2 separate regions of the Mus musculus genome follow, and region 1 is linked to region 2. A link is a contact called in public HiChIP or PLAC-seq data. All regions are on one chromosome and are shown on one strand. The core of a region is the stretch at or near the end of the contact, and the rest is flanking DNA. Distances in the headings are between cores, read along the strand shown.

Region 1 (6,115 bases), core at 2,715-5,214, 180 kb before region 2:
ATGAGGAACCTGGCCAAAGAGGGGGGGGGGGTGGGCAAACTTGTTCCCATGGAGACAGGGCAGACGTTCCTGTCTATCCCCCCAAACTGAATCTGGGACAAGAGAGGATTTTTAGAGACAGGCTGTACTACCACCATCCTGAGACTTCAGCCATCCACTTGCAGCGACTGGCCACTCCCTTTATTCTACAAAGGGACTGAGATCCAGTTGGAGGGGGGCTTTGACTAAGTCATAGAGCTAATCAACCCCAGCCCTCTGGCCACCACCAGGCCCACCCCTAGGTCTCCTGTGAAAGGCCTGGCACTCATTGAAGCCTCAAGTGGTCTTTCTGTACTGGGCTGCCAGGATACCTACAGTCACCAAGGGCAACGTCATTCTCAGCTGTCAGGCAGGTTAAAGAGTAGCGAATGAGCTGGAGAGCAGACTTGGAGAAGGAAAGAGGCAAATAAAGAGGTGATTTGTGTGCCAGGCTTTTGGGGGACACTTCTGTTGCCAGGTGGCCCTTGAGTTCTGTCCTGGACTAAATATAGTTCCTTGGACAGTTTTGACCCCGGTAGCCCTGCACCCACAATGCAAGAGTCATTGGCCAGCTTGGAGTCAGGGCAGCCACGTGGGCTCTGGAGCAAATGCAAGTCGCTCCCTGTGCCTCAGGCACCCATCTCTGTTATGAGGACCTGAGCTAGAGCCTGATCAAGAACTACAGCACACAGAGCTGATATCCATGAATAAGCAGGCGCCAAGGCTTGGGGACACTTTGATAGCATCCCGATTGTTTCTTCCACCAACTCCCTACAGGCCTCAACCCTCTCCCCTCGATATAGGGCGAAGTTTAAAAAAAAAATGACAGCGTTTTACTTTGAAATGTAGTAAAACACAGTAAAGGAATCCCAGACTCATTGTCCCTAGCCAGAGATCTTCTGTTGGCAGTTTGTAAAATAAAGTCAGATAAGCACCCAGGGGGAAATTCAAGGGGACTGGAAAGGTAGAAGGAGAAAATGAGACTGGAAGATCCCTCAGCTGGAAAAGTGCTGGAGCTTGCTGGCCAGCTGTCATGGGGGAGTGGGGTCGATCACAGGGAGGGGGGCAGAGGAACAGAGGAAGGAAGGAAGAGAGGAAGTTGTCATCGTCTCTGGGCTCCATCCTCATTCATTCATACATACACACTCACACATACACACACACACACACACACACACACACACACACACACACACACACACACACACTATGGAAACAAGAGCCAGGAGCATGACCCAGCAGGTTAAAACATCTACTGCATATGCCTGAAGACCTATAAGAGCTTAATCTCATGGAGGTGTTATCTGTAATCCCACCATCTTTTAATAACGTAGGAGGCTGAGATAGAAGACTTCCCTTGAAGGTCATAGCCAGCTAGCCTGGAAGAGATGTCACATGGGATAAAGCAAAAGAGACTCTGCCAGGTGAGGACTGACACCCGAGGCTGTCCTTGGTCCTCATGTGTGCACAAGGTAACAGACACATACCTCTTTGCCCTACGTGTACACATGAGCACACATATATAACACACACACACACAGGAATGAAAACGTTTAAAGAAGAATGAGTAGATCTTGCCTCGTCCGTACTCTCCCACATCCTCACCACCATCAATAAGGAGACAAGACCTCAGGGCCACATCCCACCTCATCATAGACCACCTCTACTGCCTAGACATGGCCATCCCCTCCCTAGTCCTCAGTCATTTACTCACAAAGTGGATGGAAAGCTACCACCCACCTCCTGGGGCCTGCTGAAGGCTCGCTGAAATAAGGGAACTCAGAATGAGATTTGTCATGTTTTGTGTGTCTGATGATGACATAAATGATGACATAAACAGCCATTGCCTGGTCTTCTAGAAGCATATACCACTGTCTGTTTTTCTTTTTATTTAATGCCCCCCAAACGGGCCACGCTTTGTCTCATCTATTGCTTTCTTTTCTGTGATAAATATCCATCCATCCTGGTACACGCAGGTGCACCTTACACATGGACACAAACCTCAGGTCTGTGTGCCCCAGCATTTGCTGATCTCAGCGTGCACACTGAACCATCCACACTGTGTGTGTTTAGCCTGTTTGGGTTTAAACGTCCATTGACATGACACAAATGAAGGTTCCATTTCCCTCAGGCCTCTACGAGGCCTGCGCATCAGCTGGGCATCCTCCAGTCTGGATACTTAGCCCTTGGTGGCTAAGGGCTTCTGTAGAGATAGAGGCTAAAGGTCTGTAGCTACGCATGGTCCCAACATTTAATATGAGAGCAGACATGAGAGTCCATATGGGCCAACAAAGACCATGGCGGTGCAGTGAGGAACACCAGGCTCTGGAAGAACTCAGGGTGCCCTAGGGAAACAGTTTCGGCAAGCTTTGACCTGCATCCAACACCCAGAGGATTCTTCAGACTAAAGTGCCTGACCTGAGCCTAGAGCAATTGACTAAGACCTTACCAGTCGACTCTCTCTGGAGCTTTCCTGAGTCCGCCCTCTAGCACCAGCTTTGGGGACCCCTCGGGGAAGCCTGTAGAACTAGGGTCCTCACTGTGCTCTCTCAGCAGTTCAGTTCCAATCTGCCTTGTGGAAACATCCAGACACCCTCTGAGCAGGGATGCTGATGGAGCTGATCCAGGTCATCCATGCTTTCAGCCAGAAGACCAGGATGCCTCTTATCACCCCAGTGGGACTCAGAGAATATTTTAAAAAGAGACTCCTTGCCTGTGGGATTCTGCCTAGGTCCTCTGTCCATGTGATATGGATGAGTAGCTTGGTGTTGAGCTTATGGGAATCCTAACAGTTGGAGTGGCTGACTCTTGTCTATCCATGGGACCCTTTTCTGCCTGCTGGACCGCCTCACCCAGCCTTGGTGTTATGGTTTGTGCCTGGTCTTAATGAAGCGTGTGGTGCCACATTTAGTTGATACTTCTGGGAGGCCTGCCCTTTTCTAAGGGGAGGTAGAGTGGAAGATCAGTGTGGGGGAGAGAGGAGGAGGAAGGAGGAGGAGGAAGAGGAGGGGGGACTGTAGTTGGGATATATCAAAGAAGAGCAAGGAAGGAAAAAGACAAGAGGCTCCTAGAATGTCTTCTGACGATCAAGTCTGCTTCTGTCTGCAGGGCCAGGAAGCCAGATAAAGAGCGCGTGTTACTGGGGGCCAGTTCTGTTCGGGCATCTGAGCATGACTTTAGAATGGGAATGGATTGGCTCCAGAGAACAGTTTTCCCTCCCAGATATATAGGTGGGCCTCAACCAATCAGTTGCCAGGCTGGAGAGAGCAAAAGGTAGACCCACCTCCCAGTACTAGGGGATCCGTTCTACCTAACGGCTTTGCACTAGGGCATCTAGACTTTCCCTTGTGTCTGAGACTGAACCGAAGGCTTAATGTCTAAGCCTGAAAGTCTAAGATCCAGGGGCCTGTCTGTTTGGTTCTGGTAAAAGACTAACTTGGTTTGCCACATGTTGGCTGACCTCTCTGTCCAGACAAGACACGGAGGGAGAGGGAGGGGCAGAGAAAGAGAGAACGTACTGGGGATACCGCTCTGTTGATAGACTGCTGGCCAGGCCTACACCAAGCCCTGGATTCATTCTGCAGAGTGCCAGCTCTCTGCAGACAGAGGAAGAAGGGTCCGATGGTCAAGATTGTCCTTAACTCCATAGTGAGTTTGAGACCAGCCTGGGCCACATGAGATCCTGTCAGATAAAGGAAGACAGAGACATTTTGTTTCTATAAAGGCGCTAATCCACCCAAGGGACTCCACCATCATGAGCTCACCCCCTCCTAAAGGCCCCCCACTTCCTAATTATTTGCACCAGGGACTTGGGATTCCAAGTTGTGAAAACTTGGGGGGTGACTCATTCAGGCAGCTAGCGATTGACCTTTCTGAGACTCAGGCACAAGGCAACCTCCCTGTTCTCCCTGGGCTCCAGCTCGCCCAGTGCATGAGTCAGCCAGCACCTTGTACAAATGCACCATTTTATTGGCCGTCCAGAGAGCACAGCCTCCCAGGTGGCAAGGGGACTTCTTAGGGAGAGCCTGAGATTCAGTTCATTGGTTAAAATATTTACACTAGTTTAATATTCTTATCTGTTTCAGGTGGGATCTGGCAACTTCTGCCAAGTATGGTCTTCTCGACAACAAACGTTCTTCCTCAGCCCAGTGTCTGTACTCAGCCTTCCTCAGCCTGGCCCCTCGACCTGCTGCATAGACAGCTTAGCCACCAGTGTGTTCTGGAGTCTTTACATCAGCACCCACAGCCACCAGTTCCTAGGTCCACACACGAAACCCAGGCCTCCACAGGTCACGTCTTTCACATCTAGGTCTTCATCCCACAAGGCTTTGGGTGTCCCTGGTGACATTTAAGGTGATCAGGGATGACAGAAGAAAGGAAAACTCCTGGAGAGAGTGTATAAGCACCTGGGACAGGGCTTAGGGACATGCGCTTTAGCTTCTGTAGCCAAAGGATAAGCCATGGGGGCGATGGGTACCAAGCTTCATTTCTAATTCCTTTATTTGTGGGGTTTCTCATGCTTGTAGCCAGAAGATGGAAAAGGCCAGGAAAGCCAAGAAGGCCCTGGGCACTGGATCCCTAGCTAGTAAAGTCACCTCCTCACAGGACGCCTAAGGACACTCACCCTCCTCGCTGGCCTCCCAACTCCGGGACAGTTCCCGGACTCCGAGATATTCCAGGGAAGGTAACAGAGATGGACTGGAGGGCATAGGAGGACAAACTTCCACTGACCATCCAGCCTAGCAAAGCTAGAAGCTGTCAAAAACATAAAAATTCCATTTATAAACAAGATCAAATTATTTGATTGTGAAACCAGGGTCCGTGGAATTTGAAATAATTTAATATGAAACAATATCGTTTGAAATGCTGACCAGCCAAAGACCTGGAGATAGGAGGGAGCTGAATGGTCCTGTGCCCAGACATGGAACCCAGCCTCGGGGAATATCAACAAACCCTTCCTTCAAGGAGCTAGGTTCAGAGTCTGCTATGAGGCTGGCCCAGGCCAGGTTCTGCCAGCAAGCCTGTACCCTGCCATCTTCCTGGAGGGTACAAACTAGACAGTTGGCAAAACTCATACAGTCAGATACTGTCACCAGACAGCAAGGAAGAAATGAGGAGGTGATATGTGAGGACAGGAGGGAGATACGTGCAGAACCTAGGAATATAAGCTGTTAGTCTCAGGGACAGTTGGAGAGGCTATGGGGACTACAGTAGAGCAATAAGCATGGAGCTCAGAGATCAAAGAGGTATGCCCTCGGGAGGACACGCGGGACTCCTGGGCATGTGCAGCCCCGGGTCTGTCGTGTACGGCCAATGTGATGAGCAAGCAAGGTGCTACCACATCCTGGCTCCCTCCTCTGTAGATCAAAAAGAATCACAGACCACTCTCTCTGAGTCTCAAGAGGCTCAGCTGTCATTCCTGTAACATCCCAGAGCTGTGGTTCCAGGTAGGCAGAGCCCCTTCCAGGGAGAGCATGGGATGCAGGCAATACTATCTACAGATCCCTGCAGCTAGAAGCAGCAGACAAAGCCCTTCAGCCTGGCTAGTGCCTTTGCAGTATATGGGGTTGGGCTAGCTCAGGATCCTGTACATAGTCTAGCCTCGGTAATGGGAGTGGGCCCCTTGGGCCTCAGAGGAAGGTACAGGTATATATAACCCTTGAAGCTGGTGAGTCTGGAAGGGACAGTGAAGGCAAGACTCAGAGGGGCTTGATGCCCCAGCCCTCTGCCCCTGCAGAAACACTGCTAGGCTAGGAATCTTTCAGGAGTGTAATAGCAAGAAAAACAAATCCAAGAAATCCAGACAACACACGTGCAGACGGGAACTTTTATGTCAGCTCCAAAAACCCGGGTGGGCTTGTAACACAGTGGGGAGATGCAGGCTCGCTGTGTTTAGAAAACTCAAGCTGGCCTTGTCACATGAGGGGAACGCAAAGTCCATCATCCTAAACAGGACTCCTACAGCAGAACAGGCCGCCACTCCCTGTATGTCCTCCAGTCTCTGTGCCCAAGACCTTCTGGCTAATGAGTACAGTCTTAAAAGCCCCATCTGAATGCAGAATCACTGGTGTCTGTCCCTGCCACTTCTGGCTGAGCT
Region 2 (6,305 bases), core at 254-2,753:
TGAAGTTAATGTATGCAAAACATGGAGCTTGTGAACTCGGAGATAATAACACCCCAGTGCCAGCTGTTTTTATTATTTGCTTAATTTTCTACATATAAACATGTCACTGCACAGCTCCAGGGGTACCGCAGTGCCAGCTAGACTCCAATGGAGAGGAGATTAAGCCAACACTCACACCCGATTAATCCGAGGCGGTTGGGAGCAGTGATTAATTCAGAGCAGTTGGGACGATGCTGTGTGAGCACACTAAGCAGAGCCTTGTTGAAGGTTTTGATCATTTTCTTAAGAGCATGCGAGGCATGGCACTGAACGGCCTCAAGCAGGGTGGTGGTCAGAGTCCGCTGGGTTGAAACTCCATGTCTACACTGTGTGCTGAGGACTGGAGTCTTCCCATAAGACCGCGGCGGGTATAGAACCAGACAGAAGCTGGCCGCCCTAGAAAAGCACCTCGCCCTCACCCTGCTCAAACCCCAGCAACTCAGGACCTTCAGGAAGTGGACTCCCCACCCTGCCACATACTTGGAGAGAAAAATTGGTCGGGGGTATAGCCGGGCTAAATCTGAAGTGACTAGAGGGGGACACCCCAGAAAGTCTCAGAGGCCATGCCTTCTGGTGGGCCCACCACTCCACACAGAGACATCCCATGGATGGATGGACACCAGGGGTTCTCGGGTGGCCTAGCTGTGGGGTCCCTGAAGGCAGACAGCCCCCACACGTGAGTGCCCTACCCGGGCCCAGGTCCTTGGTCATCTCTGGAACTCTGACAGGCCTTAAAGGAGTCGTGGGATCCTTCTCTCTCTTCTGCAGTCAGATCTCTGTCCCTTCCTGACTGTCCCTTCATGTTCCCCAGTCCCCCATCCAGGCATCTCTGTCCCTGCATGATGTCCCACCCATGATGTCTCTTTTCAGACTGTGTACCCTAGAAGGCAGAGATTGCCCTGAGCTGGGAGGTAACAGTACTTGGGCTTAATAGACACTCAATAAATATTTGGGGAAGTGGATTTGTGCAGGGAACAGAGTTGAGAAGAGAAAGCAGAGGCGAGTGGGTCTCAGCTCTTCTCTCCGAGCCCCTGACGCTGTGTTATGATGTAGCCTGCTTCACTTCACGCGATGGTCTCTGCAGGAGTCAGAGACCATCCCAGGACCTAGCTTGATGTCCCCAGGTAGGTTAACACTTTTTAGTGGATCCCTAAGAGCCTGACATCTGAGTGATCCCCAATTCTCCAAGACTCCCTTCCTTTGACTAGAACTAAGCATTAAGTACTTCCAGGCAGGGTGTCACATACAGAAGTGCTCAGTGCATGCATTCTCTTGCCATTTGCCCTTCAGACTGGGGATGATAGCATCAGGTGGGGGCCTGACCATGTCCTCCCTCAGCTCCCTGCTCTGTGGGCTGTGTGACTTGGTACTTCGGGCTGGCCAGCGTGGGAGGGGTTGGGGATAAAGCACCTCCTAAGGAAGGCCATCTGACAGCTCCAGGACCGTGGTGACAAGTTAATGAGTTCCACTGCGGTTACCCAAGGCACACGTCTGGGCCACGAGGCCGGCTGTCTGCCGTGTTGACCTTTAAAGGTGAGCATTTAACGCCCACGATCACTCACCTCTGATCGAATGTTCTGAAGATGAAGCCTGTCGGCGGGGAAAGTGATCACTCTGCCTCCCGCCCCCACACGACACTGTCCTCCCTTCTGAGTCATCGCACAGCTTTGCAAGACTGGTTCCCTCCGGCTCTGGCTGGAAAAACAGTACTTCCTGCCCTGCCTGCTGTTGACTGCCAGCCCAAGGCCCCTTCACCCCCAGCCCTCTTTCCACATAACTCTTTGATCCCAATCCATTCTTAAGCTCCTTGTCCACCCATCTCTGCAGTCGCTGATCAGGGAGGATCACCCCCCGCGCCCCAGGGGGAGACTCACTACAGAGAACAGGAGCTAAGCTAATCCAAGCTCACAAGGCGCCTATGGGTGTCATTTTATTCAGTAGGAAGCCCAGCAGCAGAGTAGGTTCCAAGGTGGGCTGACTCAACAGCTCTTTGTTGACCCCAAAGGTTGGCCTCTGGCCCCCTATACCTGTCTGCAATGTGTCCCCCACCACAGTTTGTTCCCAAAAGTGCATATTGCCTGTCTGTCCACGGAAACAAATCAACAGCCATTATGGATATTCGAAACATGATACATAGAACTGGCATATAAGCCAGCAACCCAAAGGAAATGAATACACGACACCAAAAAGACACCTACACGCCTCTGTACAACAGAGACCATTACAGAAAACCACAGCTGCTCAGAATGCAGAGAACAAGCCAGCAGGGCACTGCCCCGGTTGGTACATCAGCACTACAGTTCCTTCACCTAAGGCTTGGGGAAACTTTACAAAAGAGAGAACAGAAAGATTGCAGTTTTCCAGAAGACCAGAAAGTCAGCTGTGAGATTGTGTCCACTAGAAATAACAAAGTTTACTCATGATACCTCAACAATATGGCTGCCCTGGATAAGTACAGGAAGAGGGAAATCTCACAGGGCTGCACCCCTACACAGAGCGCCAAGGGTTCAGGAATGAGGCCCAACTGGTTATCCAATACCAAGTGGTCAGCCCTGAAATTGAACATACACTAAAGGGTGTGTGTGTGTGTGTGTGTGTGTGTGTGTGTGTGTGTGTGTGTGTATAAGGGGGTAGGAATGACAATTAAAGGAGAAGAGACCATGAATTTGACAAGGAACAAGGAAGGGGACATGGGAGGGACTGGAGAGAGCAAGAGGAAGGGTAGAAATAATGTAATTATATTCTAATCTTAAAAATAATTAAATCATGTATTAGAAAAACAGGACACCTACCTGCACTCCCATGTTTGTTGTAGAAGTACCCACCCCAAGTAACCAGTGCTCAGACATGGAAAACATGGCGGACCTACCCAGGAGACTATTCCTCGGCTCTAAAAGGGATGAAATTGGGGCTGGAGATATGGCTCAGCAGTTAAGAGCACTGACTGCTCTTCCAGAGGTCCTGAGTTCAATTCCCAGGAACCACATGGTGGCTCACAACCATCTGTAATGGGATCTGATGCCCTCTTCTGGTGTGTCTGAAGACAACAACTATGTACTCGTATAAATAAAATAAATAAATAATTTAAAATTTAAAAAAGAGAGAGAGAGAATAGACCTCGAAATGACTAGAAAAGCAGCTGTGTGATTTCCAGTACATAAAAGGATTACAGGTTGAAGATATGCCAGTGGCCCCAACTTGATCATGCGCATACGCTGAATAACTTATCATCATGTTCCCATACACACACACACACACACACACACACACACACACACAGGTCTCAAGTGTTGGAAACTTCATCCCGAAAGTCATGTTTATGGTGTCTGAACATGGAGCCTTTGAGAGGTGGTTCTGGCTGGATGCCATCACCTACATAGAGCCTACAAGACTGCATTGATGGCTCCTAAGAGAAAGAAAACAGCCAGGCATGGTGGCACACACCTTTAATCACAGAATTTAGATCTCTCAGTTCGAGGCCAGCCTGGTCTACATAGCAAGCCCCAGGACCCTGGAGAGAGAGAGAGAGAGAGAGAGAGAGAGAGAGAGAGAGAGAGAGAGGAGCCTGCATGCTGTCTCTGTTTATTGTATAATGACCCTATTGTGTTTTGATTCAACCGTGGTCCTTCCTCATCTCCAGATCCTGGTACCCTGCTCTTGGGCTTGTAGCCTCCAGAACCACACCCTGTCCTTTATACATAGTCTCAGGTACTTATCATCAGAACTTATCAGTACTTATCAACATAAACAGTCCCCACCTCTCTTCTGCCTGCCTCCTGAGGCCAAGATGGCAGCCTCCAGGCTCCAGCTGCTCTCTGGGGACTTCCTCTTTTTCACAGGAACCTGCCCTCAGTAGGGTCATTATTATTCTGGTCTCTGAGACAGTAGGGGGGCTTGTCCGCTGGGCAGCTCAGGGCAGCTGTAGACAGTGTCTGGTGCTTCCTACTGCTCAGTCAGATGAGGTCTGGGCCCAGCTTAGTTCTTTGTTCTGCAAGGAGTAGAAACAGTTCCTTCTCTTTCTGGTCATGTTCCGGCTTCCATAACCTTCCACTCTGTCTTCAGAGAGCGACTCTGGACTAGCTTCCAAGTAAAGAAGAATAGATTTTGTTAGTTGTTCTGTCACTTCTCCACTCGTGAGGGTGTGTGTGTGTGTGTGTGTGTGTGTGTGTGTGTGTGTGTGTGTTAGGAGTTGGTGGGGGTGGTCCTGTGTAGCCCAGGCTGGCCCTGAACTCACTCTGTAGCCAAGAAAGACTCTGACCTCTTGATTCTGCTGCCTCTGACTCCCTAGTACTGGATCAGGCAGTGTGCCACATCAGGTCCCCACGTAGCACTAGGGCTGGGTCCCAGGACTTCGTGCGTGCTGGGTAAGCACTCTGCCTACCGAGCAATACTCTAAGCTTTATGGATACTTTTACATTTTTATTATGATTACTCAAAATCTGATTCTTTACAAAATTTTATAATGAATCTTAGAAATTAAAAACAATTTGTTTTATTAACTAAAACAAATTTATTTCACTACAGAAAAAAAAAAAGTCTGGGTTGGCGAGATGGCTCAGCCAGTAAGAGCACTGACTGCTCTTCGAAAGGTCCTGAGTTCAAATCCCAGCGACCACATGGTGGCTCACTACCACCCGTAATGAGATCCAACATCCTCCTCTGGTGCTTCTGAAATCAGCTACAGTGTACTTATGCATAATAATAAATAAATCCAAAAAAATCAAAAATAAAAAGTCTAATATACTTCAAACACACCAACCCATTGAAGGTATTTTGGGAAATGAAAACCTCAAGAAGCCTCCCCGCCCCGCCCCGCCCCGCCCCGCCCCGCCCCGCCCCGCCCCATCAGACTACATTGTATATTATCCACATGTAGAAGTAATGGTTACATCTTGGGAAATTTTCAAATATTTAATTCCTGAACAAAATGCCAAGAAACAACTTCATACATCCTATCTTGTTTAAGATTTTTAAAATTATTTATACTTTCCAACATTTAATAATCCAGACTTTTTTAAACTCTTAAAAATTGTTATTTTTCAGAGGCTAGGAAAGCCTCAGGTCTCCTTAAGTATTTCTTGTCTAAATGGATGTAATTTTACAGATATTTTTATTCCCTCTATAATTGACAACGTTTTAATTAAAGCTGGAAAGTTATCAGAGTCGCAAGACAAGCAGTAATCCCCCCCAAAAGTCTAAATCGTTAATTAGGCGACATAATGAGAATTGTCGAACGTTGGGATTCATGTGGCCCGACAATCATCCCTGAGGCAGCCTGCAAGCCTTATTTGGAGTCATCCAAGCAGGCAAGGGCGCCAGCCACTCGGTGCCAGCACAGAGCCGAGCCACGCGTGCTCTGTGACCTTTTCTAAGCACCCTGAAGCACGAATTAAGAGGCAAAGTTCTTTGCTGAGATCGATCGGGCCCGGTACCCGATGGAGCCCAAGGAGCTGCTTACAAGGTCCAGCAATTACGAGCTAAAGCAGAAATGACTCGCGTAATTGCAGAATCGCTCATTTTAACAGCCTGATTGGAAACTGTCAACACTGTGTGTCTAAGACTAACGAAGCAAGGGAAATGGAGAAGGTGACATTTTCCGATAATATTATTAGTAAACGAATTGACTACACGTCGGATGACAAGGAAGACGCCGCTCCAAAGGTTTATTAACGCCCCCCCCCCACCAGAAGTTTTCATTTGTAGATCGATACATCTGCGCATTAATACATATCTAATTGGGTTCCATTAATAGCAGAGATCAGAACCCCTAAAAGAAAGACAAGAAGGATGCTTCTTGCTCTTTAAGGCAATTCCAAAACAAATCACAGGAATGAAGCAATCAGCCTGGTAACTTAATACCTGGTGATGCATAAGCTCATCACAGAGGCCCCATGGTGTCCTGGGCAGAGGTGACTTAATAATGGAAGATGTAACAGCTCTCCTCCATTAAGACTTTTCTAGAAAGCCCTGAGATGCATGAAATATGTGTTATTATGCACAGCTGCTGGTGTAGAATCCATGCATGCCAATCTGACATCCCCATCAAATCATAGGATCGCATGGGTGCATCTCATAAAATCCACACTGTGACAGTACAGTCTGCTTCGACGTGATGTGGGGAAATGACACCCTGCGGGCCCGAGGCACCCTGCCAAAGTGGTCATCCAAAGGAGATTTGTTGAGTTCAAGAGCCAAGCGATGAAATGGGGGCAGAAATGTGAAAACGATCCTCACTTAGTGCGTCGCAGTCGGCTTCAAAAACCCGT

Evidence for each region. HiChIP or PLAC-seq counts read pairs in DNA pulled down with a chosen protein or histone mark.
Region 1: a contact with region 2 is called in an HNF4G HiChIP or PLAC-seq map of pancreatic cancer cells, with 7 times the contacts expected there. The contact joins two enhancer-like sites. A contact is called at or near these places in 1 of 15 datasets of contacts at CTCF or cohesin (the NIH/3T3 cell line), 8 of 484 Hi-C or Micro-C datasets (cerebral cortex, embryonic stem cells, liver and 3 more) and 4 of 115 datasets of contacts at active chromatin or transcription factors (the NIH/3T3 cell line, embryonic stem cells and pancreatic cancer cells).

The regions. Positions count from the first base shown.
Region 1 is chr12:110,197,182-110,203,296 of GRCm38.p6, forward strand. No RefSeq gene overlaps it. Among named protein-coding and RNA genes, the nearest start is that of Gm40575, 4.6 kb to the right of the region's middle. Within about 2 kb of position 3,965, at least 12 of the 459 cell types and tissues checked have an H3K27ac peak or open chromatin away from gene starts, as enhancers often do. A contact at or near this core is called in pancreatic cancer cells, where this site is marked.
Region 2 is chr12:110,379,823-110,386,127 of GRCm38.p6, forward strand. No RefSeq gene overlaps it. Among named protein-coding and RNA genes, the nearest start is that of Gm40577, 35 kb to the right of the region's middle. Within about 2 kb of position 1,504, at least 91 of the 459 cell types and tissues checked have an H3K27ac peak or open chromatin away from gene starts, as enhancers often do. A contact at or near this core is called in pancreatic cancer cells, where this site is marked.